Linked DNA regions of Pan troglodytes: region 1 is linked to region 2. Evidence: chromatin contacts called from public HiChIP or PLAC-seq data. All regions are on one chromosome and are shown on one strand. Each heading gives the region's core, a stretch centred on a gene start, on an enhancer-like site or on the middle of the called end of the contact. The rest is flanking DNA. Distances are from core to core; before and after follow the strand shown.

The links. HiChIP or PLAC-seq counts read pairs in DNA pulled down with a chosen protein or histone mark.
Region 1: an H3K4me3 HiChIP or PLAC-seq map of stem cell-derived excitatory neurons shows a contact between it and region 2, with 5 times the contacts expected there. The contact joins the promoter of EAF2 here to the promoter of POLQ in region 2. A contact is called at or near these places in 4 of 7 Hi-C or Micro-C datasets (blood, induced pluripotent stem cells and stem cell-derived neural progenitor cells) and 1 of 1 datasets of contacts at active chromatin or transcription factors (stem cell-derived excitatory neurons).

What each region holds. Positions count from the first base shown.
Region 1 is chr2:125,115,903-125,123,382 of NHGRI_mPanTro3-v2.0_pri, reverse strand. It overlaps EAF2 (ELL associated factor 2), which reads right to left and starts at 2,286. Exons shown (of 6, transcript XM_009446276.4): 1 at 2,077-2,286. The coding sequence starts at 2,182. IQCB1 (IQ motif containing B1) reads left to right here and starts at 2,276. Exons shown (of 15, transcript XM_009446271.3): 1 at 2,276-2,500; 2 at 2,987-3,075.
Region 2 is chr2:124,828,818-124,835,493 of NHGRI_mPanTro3-v2.0_pri, reverse strand. POLQ (DNA polymerase theta) reads left to right here and starts at 2,308. Exons shown (of 29, transcript XR_010155309.1): 1 at 2,308-3,357; 2 at 4,166-4,345.

The DNA of each region.
Region 1 (7,480 bases), core at 1,037-3,536, 290 kb before region 2:
TTGCCTGAAGTCTTATATCAGACAGGCAGAATTGCTCCTGTAAATAAAGGCAGAATATTACTTTCTCTCCAATGACATTGGCTTGAGGGTTGGTTATAAATTAGGTCCCCCTTATCTGCATGAACATCAGCTTCATACTATTCTACAATTTTCAAACCTCACTCTGAGTTCTTAAGAGTGAGGATTACATTGGAAATGAACCTGTCCTCAAGAATAATAAACAGTTTTATTTAAATAAATCTAAAATGATTCTGTGCCATTACCACACCTGCTTCAACAACAACAATAAAAGAAAATAAGGACTGAAAACCTTTCTAATAGTTCTGTCTTCCACAGGACTAAGTGTGTATTCAAACATGTATGTTTGTTTATTTATTATTGTCATTATTGTTGTTTTGCTTATTTTTGTTTATTTTCATTCTGGTAGCTGGATCATCTGATCCTCTGACTTTCAAGATACTGGCATTTTCAGAACCTTTATAAATGAAAGGCTTTGAAGGACCTGCAAGATTATTTTCAAAGGCAATTTTTTATTCATTTAAATTGGGATTTGTGCCCTACATAAGAGAATATATACCCAAATCATATAGAAATATATTCTTAAGCAAATTTTTATAATCTTAAGCCCTTGTAACTTGAAAAATTAATATTAAGACTATTGCATACCTGAGAAGGAAGAGAAAAGGAGAGAGTAGATACTATTTGAGAAAAAGGCATGGAGAAACCAGATAAAGACGCATATCACACTTCCGGAAAATGGGACTGAAGAGAGAGAGAAAATGCAGAGCCAGCACGGCACTATCTCATCGTGGGGAGCTCTGGATGAGAAAGTATATGATAAAGAAGAATAAACAAGGGACACTGTTGAAGAGTTTCTGTTCACAAATATCTCACCCATTTATTCTACCAATTGGATGTTAATTTTGCTTTAAAAAAAAAAACCCTTTTAGTAAATATATTCTTGCAGGGTTAAAACCAGTGGTTCTTCATACCTTTACTTTGAGTAACTATAACTAAATTGTCTACAACTGAAATAAACTTTTGGGAGAATGTATGTTTTAATTAGTTGTTTTGATTGAACCACAGAACATTTCAGAGTAAAAACCATAAAGGTCTCTAAACAACCCGAGTACAGAATGACTGAGAAAGGCGGAATGATGAGATATTAAGGAAGGGCAAGGCTGGGGAAAGGAAGTGAAAAAATACTTACAGTTTTACCACAGAAAAATGAGAAGTTATAATTCAGTGATCTTGAAGTTTCCTTCCCGCTCTACAATTCTATGACAGTTGTTATGCAAAAAACGAATGTCTTACACATAAAAACTTATATGCTATATTTTCCTTCCTGGAATCTATATCATCCAACTGCTAAAGCAAAAGAGCTCCTTTTTCTACTCCAACAACATAAAAGAGAATAATTTATTAAAACTAGTTCCAGAGGACATAAAGAAAACCAAAGGGTAGAAATCATAGGGAGGTAAGCATCTTCCAAATAAAGAAATTAATAACACACCCTCGAATACTTTGATAATCAGTATTTGATAACTGAGTGAAATCTGGGGTCCAAAGAGATATACAGATCATTGGGATGGTTGAGAATTTCTCCCTTTGCAAAGAACACACCAAATAAGAACCCTCATCTGCCAGAGGTGAGAAAAAGTGATGAAAAGAGAGAATATTGCCCCACCAGCCTCAAGGCATTCAACTTCCCCGGCATTCGGTCCTTAGTCCCTTCCCATTTGTCACCTTATTATTTTCCTGTCCACCCTTGCATCATCCACCTGTCACGTCTGTCTCCACAGTCACCTCTACAGACTTTTTTTCACACTTTCCCTTCCTGTCTGCTGGTCTCAACGCTCTCTGTCCAGGGTTTACCCACATTTGCTCTACTCCGATTTCTTCCACCGACCCCCTAAGACTCCGAGCAGGATAGAGGATCGCGCTGCCTCCCCCCTCCCCGCCCCGTAGTCTCCAACAGTGTAAGGGGTACTGTGGGAACAAAACCCAGAGGGGTTTGTGCCTCTTCACCCCCATCCCGGGAGGCTCCCCCTCTATCCCCGGATGGTCCTCACTCACAGCGCACAGTGTGGAAGGCGCAGCGCGGCTGCTTCTCGAAACTCTCCCCTAACTTGAGAACCCGCTCGCGACGGTCTAGGTGTGAGAATCCCCCTGCGCTATTCATAATTACTCTCCTGCTTTGACTTTAACTCCGCCACCAGCGCTCACTATCTGCCACCTCAGCCTGAAGCAGCTGCACTTGATCCCGCCAGCCGTCACCCAGACTCCACCCCGCGCTCGACGCGCACCGCCCCACCGGGAGCGTCTCACGTTCTGATTGGCTTATTAGCAAAGGGCGCTCCGCCCCTTGACTCCGAGGCTCCTAGTCCCGCCTCCAGGCCCCTTCCCGCGTCGCGACGCACGCTGCCCCGGGAAGGCCGCGGCGCTGTAGTGCGGCGTGGGAGCCAGGTTCTTTAGTGGAAGAACGCGAAGCTAGGATGAGGTAACTTATCTGAGGTGGTGGCTGGGGAGGGAGAGGGCCCCAGGGCGCCTACCAGGAGGCCAGGACCCCAGGCTCCTGGACGAAGTCAGCCGGCTTGTAAGAGCTCTTAACGGGAGAATCGGCCTGCCCTCACGCCCACTCTGTAGAGATCTGGTGTGGAAACTGAGGCCTGGGGAGGTGCAGTGTCCAGGCACAGGGCCTAGTGTCTTATCCAAGGCCTGGTAGCGCGAAAGCCGGGTCTAGAATCTGGAGTAAAGGAGCCCAGCGGCCCCAGAATCTCGGTCCTTAGACTTGAAGCGACGCTGTTACCTCAGTAATCGTTTTCTGACCTTTTTGTACCAGAGGAAGTTTCTTGTGGTCCTAGGACTGGAGAAGGGGATGTGTAGTGGGGAGGAGAAAGAGGATTCGGAGATAGCAACTGCAGACATTTAGGATCAGCCGCAACAGGATCGCACTGAATTTCCTTTTCATTTATTTTCCTCACAGTGATCCGTGGAGGCAGTAACAGGCGCGGCGAGGGAGACGTGATTCCCGAAGAATCAAGGCTGGGCCGGACCCGGTGGCCTGGCAACAGGGTAGTAGCCTTAAAATAGATAAATAATTGTCTTTTTGTGTCAAATTTCATGAATTTAATGTAAAGATGGGAGAAGTGTTGAATTATAGGAGAAACACCCAAGAGAAAGTTTACAGATGGTTTCCATAACAGGTGGTTTTTCAGGGTAATTATGCAATCCAACTGCACTCCCTCACCTTCTGCCTTAGGCACATTTGTCTATTGATTTTGGGGTAGGTGGTTATGTCTCCTTCAACCTGTCTGTGTAAATCCTACCCTTTGAAGGTGTGCCGAAGCTGTTTCATATCGTAGTTAAATGCTTTAAGGCAGATGGTGGCTCTAGTTTGAACCCCTGCTTTATACTTAACAGTGTGACTTTGTGCCAGCTAATTACATTCTCCAGAGTTTAAGTATGCTCATTGTTCAAATTGGGAAAAAAATAATAGTACCTGTTCCTTAGAGTTGTTGGAATGATTAAATGAGTTAATACATGAAAGCAATTAGAACCATTCCTGGAGCATGATAAGAGGTCTCCAAATGGTTATTATTTAAGGCCCAGCTCTACACTTATACTACATTTTAAGACCATCTTGGTGGCTGCCTTCTCTTCTAAATAGAATCATTCTAGGAGGTAGGAATTGCTATTTTGTTTACAGCAAGAAAAATGGTTCAGAGAAGCCCAGTCCTCTGACTTTATGGCCTGTATTCTTATCTGTGTCATCTATTTAGCATTTAACATATATCTGATATTCTTAAGTATATTTTTTTGTATGTGTGTGTGTGTACACATGTACATAAACATACTTTTCTTTCCCAACCAGAACAATAGCAGAGAGTATGTCTTGTGTAGAATCTTTGCATCCCCTGCATCTACCATACTGCTCTGCACATATTTGTTGATGACAATAATGATTTAGTGATGTTTTATTACGGTAGCCAGGAGGGCACAAACTGTTTCGAGCCTATTTTACGTTAGAGAGGCTTCCAACTATGAATCTGAGCTTTCTCTATTGTAACAAGAGAAAAACAGAAAGTCAAGAAATTGAGGCTCAGAATGCCTGAGGTTTGTGCATTTACTCATTCTTTCAACCTGTATTTAGCAAATCCTAGTACGTGCCAGGTACTAGTCTAGCCACTGGGAATATAGTTGTGAACCAAAGATATAAGAAGGCAGCCAGCAAAGATGGTCTTAAAATGTAGTATGATGGTAGAACTGGGCTTTAATAATAACCATTTGGAGAGCTCTTACTATGTGCCAGGAATTGTTCCAATTGCTTTCATGTATTAACTCATTTAATCATCTCTAAGGGATAGGTAGGTTGCCCTCATGAAGCTTACCTTCTGAGGTGAATTTTCTCCAAACATATATTAAAATGAACTATGTTGTACTAGCTCAAGAATAGACAAACAGATTAAATTACTAGAAACTAAGTAGAGTCCAAAAAGATACCCTGTGTATGTGTATGTATACATAGTGCATGAAAATGTGACGTTTCAGATTGTTTCTGTTATGTCTATTCATAACTAGTTACCTTATGAATTTATGACTACTGTGTGCATTTTTTAATCCATCAATAACTTTAACATTAAAAATTAGATTCTTATATGACACCATTCACAAAAATGCCTTACTTTAGAAGATATGTAAGGAAAACAAAACCAAAAAAACATGAAGATTTGGAGAATGTTTTTTACCTCTTGGGTTAGAGAGGACCTTTCTAAACAGGACACAAAAGACAGATGCCATAGAGGAAAAGATTGTTATATTTCATATGTAAAAATTGTAAAAATGGCTGGGCGCTGTGGCTCATGCCTGTAATCCCAGCACTTTGGGAGGCCGAAGTGGGCAGACCACTTGAGGTCATGAGTTCAAGACCAGCCTGGCCAACATGGTGAAACCCCATCTCTACTAAAAATACAAAAATTAGCTGGGCACGTTGGCACACGCCTGTAATCCCAGCTACTCGGGAGGCTGAGGCATGAAATCACTTGAACCCAGGAGGTGGAGGATGCAGTGAGCTGAGATTGCACCACTGCACTGCAGCCAGGGTAAACAGAGTGAGACTCTCTCTCAAAAAAAAAAAAAAATTGTAAAATTATGGTAAAGACCCCATAGTCAAATTTGAAAAAATAAATGACAAGGAGAAAATTTTACAGCCAATATAAAAGAGAAAAGATTCCTATCCGTGTATGAAAAGCTTCTGCAAAAGAATAAGACAAACCGGTAGAAATATAGTCAAGGGATATGAATAGAAAACACATAAAAGAAATAATGGCCAGTGAACACGAAATGTGCCTGACATCCCTAATAATCAAAGAAATACAAATTAAAACACAATCATACCAATTTTCATCTAACAGATTGGCAAAAATGTAAAGGATCATGTGTATATTCATTGCAGTGTTGCTTGTAATAGCATACAGCTTGAGTGACCTTCAGTAGAGGTGATGTTTAAATATATTTTGCTGCATTCTTAAAAGGAAATGTAGCATAATGCAGCCATTTGGAAAGAATGAGATAACTATATGCACTCTCTTTGAAAGTTTTGTGACTATTATGTGCTGGGAGTTGCACTGGGCTTTCTTTAAGGTATTTTCAGCAAACCTGTCTTTTAATGATTTATATTGTACCTAATAAGAGATATATGAATGGAAAAACAGTTTTTGCTCTCACATCATGACAATCAACACAAAAGACTTCTGTGACCAAATGTGTGGAGTTTTCTTCCACCAACAAGCAAGCAATCAATTCTGCAGCGGACACCAGCTGGGTATCATCTAATTCAATTCTGACACTGTCTACTTGGAGATAGGGTCAGATCCCTTAGGTTTAGGGCTTAGTCCTGCAAGAGTGACCCCCATTTCTGATGCCAATTCAAGCCCTAAGTTGTTTTACCTGTGCTTCTGACTGACCAGCTACACATGAGGAATCCTATTAATACACACCTTGGGGTGTATTAATTTGCTAGAGGAGCTAACAAAACTGAGGGAAACATGTTTTCCAGTTTATTATAAAGATATTACAGAGACCCTGGGCAACATGGAGAAACCCTGTCTCTACTAAAAATACAAAAAATTAGCCGAGCGTCATGGCTTGCAAGTGTAGTCCCAGCTACTTGGGAGGCTGAGGTGGGAGAATCACCTGAACCTGAGAAGTCTAGGCTGCAGTGAGCCATAATTGTACCATTGTCCTCCAGCCTGGGCAACAGGAGTGAGATCCTGTCTCCAAAAAAAAATAAATAAATACATAAAAAATACTAGGATACAAATGAAGAGATGCATACTGTGAAGTATGGGAAGGGGCACAGAGCTTCCGTGTCCTCCCTGCCCGTGATATCCAGGAAATTCCTCCAGGAACTTCCACATGTTCAGCTATCCAGTAGCTCTTTGTACCCTATCCTCTTGAGCCTTTTATGGAGATTTCAATGGATAGGCATGACTGAAGCATGGACAATCATTTTGGAAATGTGATTGGACAAAAAAGATATGATCTGATACTAATAGACTGAGTGGGGAAACCCAGCAAGGCCTGTCTGGTCAGATTCTTCTTGGCTTCTCTGTTCAGCATTCCTTCCAGGATATAGGGCAAGACCCATTCTGAAACAGGGGTCTTATGACCTACAGCTAGACAAGATAGGTCAGAGAAAGGCAGGGATGATTAGAGTTCTGCTTTGGAGAGAAGGAGCAGGTGAAAGGAGAAGAGGAGAAAGTCAGAAATAGATTCTGTTTTCTGAGGCCTAAAGCACCCTAACATAACAAGACTGTAACAAAGGCTATGGGAGTTATGAGCCAGAAACTGTGGACAAAAACATATATATGTATATGTATATATGTATGTATGGAAATGATCACAGGCTCTATCTACTTCATAGCCCTGTTGTGAGGATTAGACAAGACAGTGTATAGTATATTAACATAGTGCTTAGCTTATATTAAACAGTTGATACATGTTAGCTTTACTATAAATAAGGAAATACGCTTTTATTATGTAAGGATATCTTTGAGCTTCAAATGCTTTAAAACTTTTTTTTTTAGAGACAGGGTCTTGCTTTGTTGACCAGGCTAGTCTTGAACACCAATTCTCAAGCGATTCTTCAGCCTTAAACTTTTTTTACATAGAGAAAGTTTTAGCAACAAATTAGGATGTGGACCTTGTTTTTTAATGTTAGGAGAATTGATTTTATTCAATATACTATTTATTTATTTATTATTATTGTTATTATTATTTTGAGACAGAGTCTAGCTCTGTCACTCAGGCTGGAGTGCAGTGATGTGATCTCGGGTCACTCAACCTCCACCTCATAGGTTCGAGCTATTCTGCCTCAGCCTCCTGAGTAACTGGGATTACAGGCACGCGCCACCATGCCCAGCTGATTTTTTGTATTCTTAGTAGAAATGGGGTTTCACCATGTTGGCCAGGCTGGTCT
Region 2 (6,676 bases), core at 1,059-3,558:
GCTCCCCAAATGCACAGTTTCTGTCCTTTTTAAGGGCTCACGACACTAAAGTTTTCGTACGAAAGGATCGTGGTTGATTGAGCAGTCTAGGGGTATGTAACAGGGGTTTCATGCACTGGTATTCAGAAAGAAACAGAACAGGGCAAGGAGTTTCACAGTGTTCTTCTATACAATGTGTGGAATCTATGAATAACATCAGTTTCTAAGTTATGAGTTGATTTTTAACTACTGGGTTGAGGCCTGGCAGGCCCAGGCCTGGTTTCGGGCGTGGCGCCGGGCTGCTGGTCTTTGGTTTTACTTCCTTGTTGGTTTTTTTTTAAAAAAAAAACAAAAAAAAACAAACAGGTACTGAGTATAATACAATATAAAACAATATGAGAGGGTCTCTCTCTTCCCAATATGAGAGGGTCTCTCTCTTCCCTCAGTGTGATCCTGGCTCACTGCAACTTCTACCTCCTAGATTCAAGCCATTCTCCTGCCTTAGCCTTCCAAGTAGCTGGGACCACAGGTGCACCACTAGGCCTGGCTAATTTTTGTATTTTTAGTAGAGACAGGGTTTCACCATGTTGGCCAGGCTGGTCTCGAACTCCTAACCTCAAATGATTCGGCCTGCCTTGGCCTCCCAAAGTGCTGGGATTACAGGTGTGAGCCACTGCACCCGGCCTCCTTGAAGAATTATCACAGACAAAATTCCAAGGAACACGAGTTTAGACACAATACAGATGGAAAATGCTTCTGGTATTTTAATATTAGTTATTATGATAACTGTTAGCATAAACATCTTTAATATTTTTGAGAAATAGCCTTCTATTCTCCATTTTCAGAGTTTTTCTGAAAAAATTAGAAATGTTGAACATTTAAAATAAATTATATATTTTAAAATATTCTCTAGGCTTTTGGTAGGATGACATAAAACTTTCAATTCCTTTCTAATTATTTTTCTGATTTGATCATAGTTCACCTAATAATAAAAACAGAATAGCTTTGTAAGAGATTTTTCTAGTTTAGCCTTTTCCCAGCAAAATGCTGAATTTAAATTGGGAGCTATATTAGAACATCTAAATATTTTCTCTGAATAGTATTTATTATGTGCCGGCACTATTCTAAGTACTTTACACATATTGACTTACTCAGTCCTCAAAATAACCAAATAGGTTGTTACAATTATTATCTCTATCATACAGACAAGGACATGGAGGCACAAAAGGGTTACGCTGTAATCCCAGCACTTTGGGAGGCGGAGGTGGACGGGTCATTTGAGGTCAGGAGATCGAGACCAGCTTGACCAACATGGTGAAACCCTGTCTGTACTAAAAATACAAAAATTAGCCAGGTGTGGTGGTGCAGGCCTGTAATCCCAGCTACTTGGGAGGCTGAGGCAGGAGAAACGCTTGAACCTGGGAGGCAGAGGTTGCAGTCAGCAGAGATCAAGCCACTGCACTCCAGCCTGGGCGACAGAGTGGGACACTCCGTCTCAAAACAAACAAACAAACAAAAAATGGGTTAAGCAAGTTGCCCAAGATCTCACAGCTACTAAGTTTCAAACCTAGACTGACTGCCTCCAGAGTTGCACTGTTAACCCTTAAGTTACACTGCATCTGAGAAAGTTCTTTCTTGGCTACAATCTAGGGGTCTCTCTCTTTTTTTTTTTTTCTTTTTTTGAGACGGAGTCTTTCTTTGTCGCACAGGTTGGAGTGCAGTGGTGCGATCTCGGCTCACTACAACCACCGCCTCCCAGGTTCAAGCGATTCTCCCGCCTCAGCCTCCAGAGTAGCTGGGATTACAGGCACCCGCCATCATACCCGGCTAATTTTTTGTATTTTTGTAGAGACTGGGTTTCACCATGTTGGCCAGGCTGGTCTAGAGCTCCTGACCTCAGGTGATGCACTCATCTCGGCCTCCCAAAGTGCTGGGATTACAGGCGTGAGCCACCACGGCCGGCGAGATCTCTTTTATTTCTTTAATAGTACTCTTCATTTCTGCCCGAGCATATGGCACACTTCATTAACTGACTTGTTTAATGTCTGCCTTATTCTCTAGACTCTTTCTCTTTGAGAGCAGGAACCATTTTATGCCATTTCACTGCCATTTACCCAGTGGCTAGCTTACAGTAGATACTCAGTAAATAGTTGTTGATTGCGTAAAAGGCCAAGAGAAAAATGTTTCATTCACGGAGTAATGTCGCCATCTCGTGGAACTTTAGAATATTGTCATTTAAATCAAAAAAATGTTTTCACGGAAGGAATTGATGGTTCGAATGCTATTTTCCAGATTGTATTCGAGTGTTTTTTTTTTTTTTTTAATTGGACTGGACCTTTTGAGATTTTTAGTGCTCTAGAACTGCACAGCCTCTTCAGGTCAGGCTTAGGGCCTACTAGGTTTGCTTGGTGAAATGAATTATGCAACTAGGTAATGGATGGTCACCGTTTTACGTTCAGAACTCGTTCGCTTCTACCTTTACAAAAGGGACAACACAGATGCATTACTAAGCTCTTGGCTCATAACGATCCCTGGGGTATATTCAGAGCCCCTTCCTCGCGGCGTTCATACAGTGTCTCAGGGGTCTGTCAGCCAGCAATCCCCAATTCCTCATTACATATTCCTCACAATGCATGCTGGCTAAAATGGAAATTGTGTTCAGAAATAGCCCTGCCCTACCATCATATACTAGGAGAAAGGAGGAAATTATGCTCTATTAGAAACCCTAGGCTATCTTGCATAATGCTTCTCAATCTGAAATAATTTTTTACAGAATACCAATACGTTAAGAAGAGCTACTTCCCTGATCTACCTATTATGGGCAGCCCATTTTATGAAGTTAGCATGGCCTTCCTATTCAAACCAGAAATGGACAAAAAGAGAAGGAAGGCTTTTAGGTCAGTATGGTTATAACTATAGATTCTGTATTCTTCCTCTTTAATCTAGCTCTCATATTAACCAACCAGGACGTTGGAGGCCGGAAGTCTTAGACGCCAGCGAGAGCCGCTCCTTCCCCACGAGTCTATGGCTTTCGGGTTACTTAAGCCACGGAGAACTCTATGGTTCCGGGGCGGGCCGGGAGGTTTGAGTTTGAAGACTGGCGGGAAGATGCCCGCAGCTGTTGCCAGGCCAGGGTTCTCCCGAGAGGGAGGACGCTGGGACTGCGGCTTGCCCTGATCGGCCGAGAAGGGTTTGCCATGAATCTTCTGCGTCGGAGTGGGAAACGGCGGCGTTCAGAATCAGGCTCAGATTCGTTCTCGGGAAGCGGCGGTGACAGCAGTGACAGCCCCCAGCTCCTCTCCGGGTCCGTGCTGAGCCCGCCGCCCGGCCTGGGTCGCTGCCTGAAGGACCGCGGCCGTCAGTCGGCCGCAGCTGCAGGTGCTCCAGGAACCCGGGAGGCCGCGGGCAACGGGGGCAGCTCCGCCGGGCCATGGGTCGGGAGGTGTCCTCACCCCACGGGGCTTGCTTCGTTGCATACCCTATTGGGCTTCTACTCCCCTTCTCCGTGACTGGGGCCTGGTGTGGCAGGTCACTTTCTGTTCAGACATACGCGTGTTTTCAGTGATCGCCTGGTATTAATGTTCACGTGGCTTCTGGATCTTTCGACCTTTACAGAAACAACTTCCTAGTTAGCTTCATCCCATCATCTGTTGGGGGGCTCGTTCCTCGTAGTACCCAGTACTCCTTACAGACCCTTAAGACAGGATTGTTGGGCCTGGAGTACGGCACAGGCTGTTCGGCATCCAGGGGAAGGCTGGAAGGGATTCGTAATGAGATTGGTTGGGTGTCCCGTGGATGTCGACCCAGTTTTTAAAAATCGTTAGTTGTGCAGTCGTCATGGAACTAAAACTTACTATAAATAGAAACTCACCTAACTTAGCTTTGTAATGCTTGCATATTGCCCTCCTCCCCCAACTACACCCGTAATTCCAACACTCTTTATCTACTGTGTATTGCACGCTTTTTTGTTCGTTTGAGGCTTTTAAGGAATTTTTATTATATGCAGTAAATAACAATTTATTACTTTTCTATACATGGTCAATTTCTCATAAGATTCTTGAAGTCAGGATGTGCTTTAAAGAGCTTCATTTCAACACATAGGAATTCCAACACACGGTGAAGGGCTAACTGTAAAACTCATATATTAGAAGTAAATTAAATTTTAATTTTTTCTTTTTCCTAAAAGGAGAATGCAAGCCTACAGTTCCTGACTACGAAATAGACAAGCTACTATTGGCAAACTGGGGACTTCCTAAAGCAGTTCTGGAAAAATACCACAGTTTTGGTGTAAAAAAGATGTTTGAATGGCAGGCAGAGTGCCTTTTGCTTGGACAAGTCCTGGAAGGAAAGAATTTAGTTTATTCAGGTATCCAAATTTATGTAAACTAATTACTATTTTTAAGATATGAATGTAAAGAATACTCTATTGAGGTAGTTGTGGTTTGTTTAAAAGGTGAATGAGGCAGTGCTTTATAACTAGAGAAAATCGTACAATATGTGTGAAAAATGGAGTTTTATTATTTATATTTAAATTACAAAAGTTTTATTGTTTGACTGGGGTGGAGGGAAGCAAGAAAAATGACAATTTAAAGAGTGGGCAATTCTGCCTGCCATTATTCTCAACAAACATATATCCCAGTGAGTGTGCAATGGGAGATGTAAATCTGCCCTTCCCCTGTTTGATCCTGGTTGCTTTTCAGGGTATGAGCATTATCATTATATGTTTGTTAATTTACCTTTTTTTTTTCTTGAGATAGAGTTTGTCTCCAGGCTGGAGTGCAGTGGCGCTATGTGGGCTTACTGCAACTTCCACCTCCCAGGTTCAAGTGATTCTCCTGCCTCAGCCTCCCAAGTAGCTGGAATTACAGGTGTGCGCCACCAGGCCCAGCTACTTTTTTGTATTTTTAGTAGAGATGGGATTTCACTGGGTTGGCCAGACTGGTCTTGAGCTTCTGACAAGTGATCTGCCTACCTTAGCCTCCCAAAGTGCTGGGATTATAGGTGTGAGTCACCGTGCCCAGCTATAGATTGACCTGTTTGTACAGGGTTGTATATACAAACAACAAGTAATATACTTTATATAAAATTTTTATGGGTTTTCTTTTTTTTTTTTTGAGATGGAGTCTTGCTCTGTCGCCCAGACTGGAGTGCAATGGAGTTGTCTCGGCTCACTGCACCCTCTGCCTCCCGGGTTCAAGTGATTCTCCTGCCTCAGCCTCCTGAGTAGCTAGGATTACAGATGCCCGCTGCCATGCCTAGCTAATTTTTGTATTTTTAGTAGAGACGGGGTTTCACATCTTGGTCAGGCTGGTCTCGAACTCCTGACCTCAGGTGATCCACGCACCTCAGCCTCCCAAAGTCCTGGGATTACAGGCATGAGCCACCATGCCCGGCCCTATATGGGTTTTCATGGGCAACTATGGCATACACAATTTTTAACTCGTGCTTACTACACTGACTTTAAATCTAATCATTTGGTAAGATGCAATTCCTTTGTGTCAGTTTTCTCCGAAATTATGAGTCACACAGATTTTTCATTATGGCTGTAAGGACGAATTAAATAATTATCAGCAGATATAAGTTCAGGCAGTGGAATTAGACTGGTTGGATTTGAAAACTATCACTTACTGGCTATGCAGCCTCACAGATTACTTAGGAAGAGTGAGAGAGTGTGTATGTGTTTGTGAGTATGTGTGCCTCGGTAGTACTTAGAGTTGATTAAATTATTTCATATATAAAAGCTCAGAACAGTTTTTGGCACATAGAAAGTACTTGTATTGTGAAAAGGCATTACAAAAAATAAAATACTTGTAAATGCTAAGAAGTCATAGTTAGTGGCAGTGGCATAATTGCTTGACCATTTCAATTGCTTGAAACTGAAACTTGGGTATCATTCAGAACTCTGGTCACCAGCTTATACAATTAAACACCAAGTCCTGGTGTCTGTTACCTCATATATCTCTTGCTTCTGACTCCTTTCTGTTTTTAGGTCCATTACCTGGTACAGCTCATTATCATCTTCTAGATTATGCAATAGCTTTGAAACTAGTTCATTCTTTTCCTCTGATCTTGCCCTGCTCCTGCAGCCAAAGTGGTCTTTTTTTTTTTGATGGAGTTTTGCTCTTGTTGCCCAGGCTGGAGTACAATGGCACAATCTCAGCTCACTGCAACCTCTGCCTCCCGGGTTCAAGTGATTCTCCTGCCTCAGCCTCCGGAGTAGCTGGAATTACATACAGGCGCCTGCCACCATGCCCGGCCCCAAAGTGGTCTTTTTAAAAAAAATTTTTGTTTAAATTTTTTGTAGAGATGGGGGTGGCACTGTGTTGTCCAGGCTGGTCTTGAACTCCTGGGCTCAAGTGATTCTCCCAAAGTTTTGAGATTACAGGCATGATTCACTGTGCCCAGTCCAAAGTGATCTTTATAAAGTACAAATATGATCTTGTCACTCCTTTTCATAAAACTCATCAGTCACACTGCATTGCTTTCAGGACAAGGTTTAAACTCCTTAAATGGTGGGATTATAAACCTTTCTTGTGGCACTTTCATATCTCTTCTTTTATACCCCTGGGGTACTTTATACTCCATGCTTACTAAATTACCTTCTGTGTTATCTGAACATGCCAGGCTTTCTTCTAGGCCTTTGTACCATATGCTGTTTCTTAGGCATGGCATTCCTTTTCTCTTCCTTTCTTTTTTC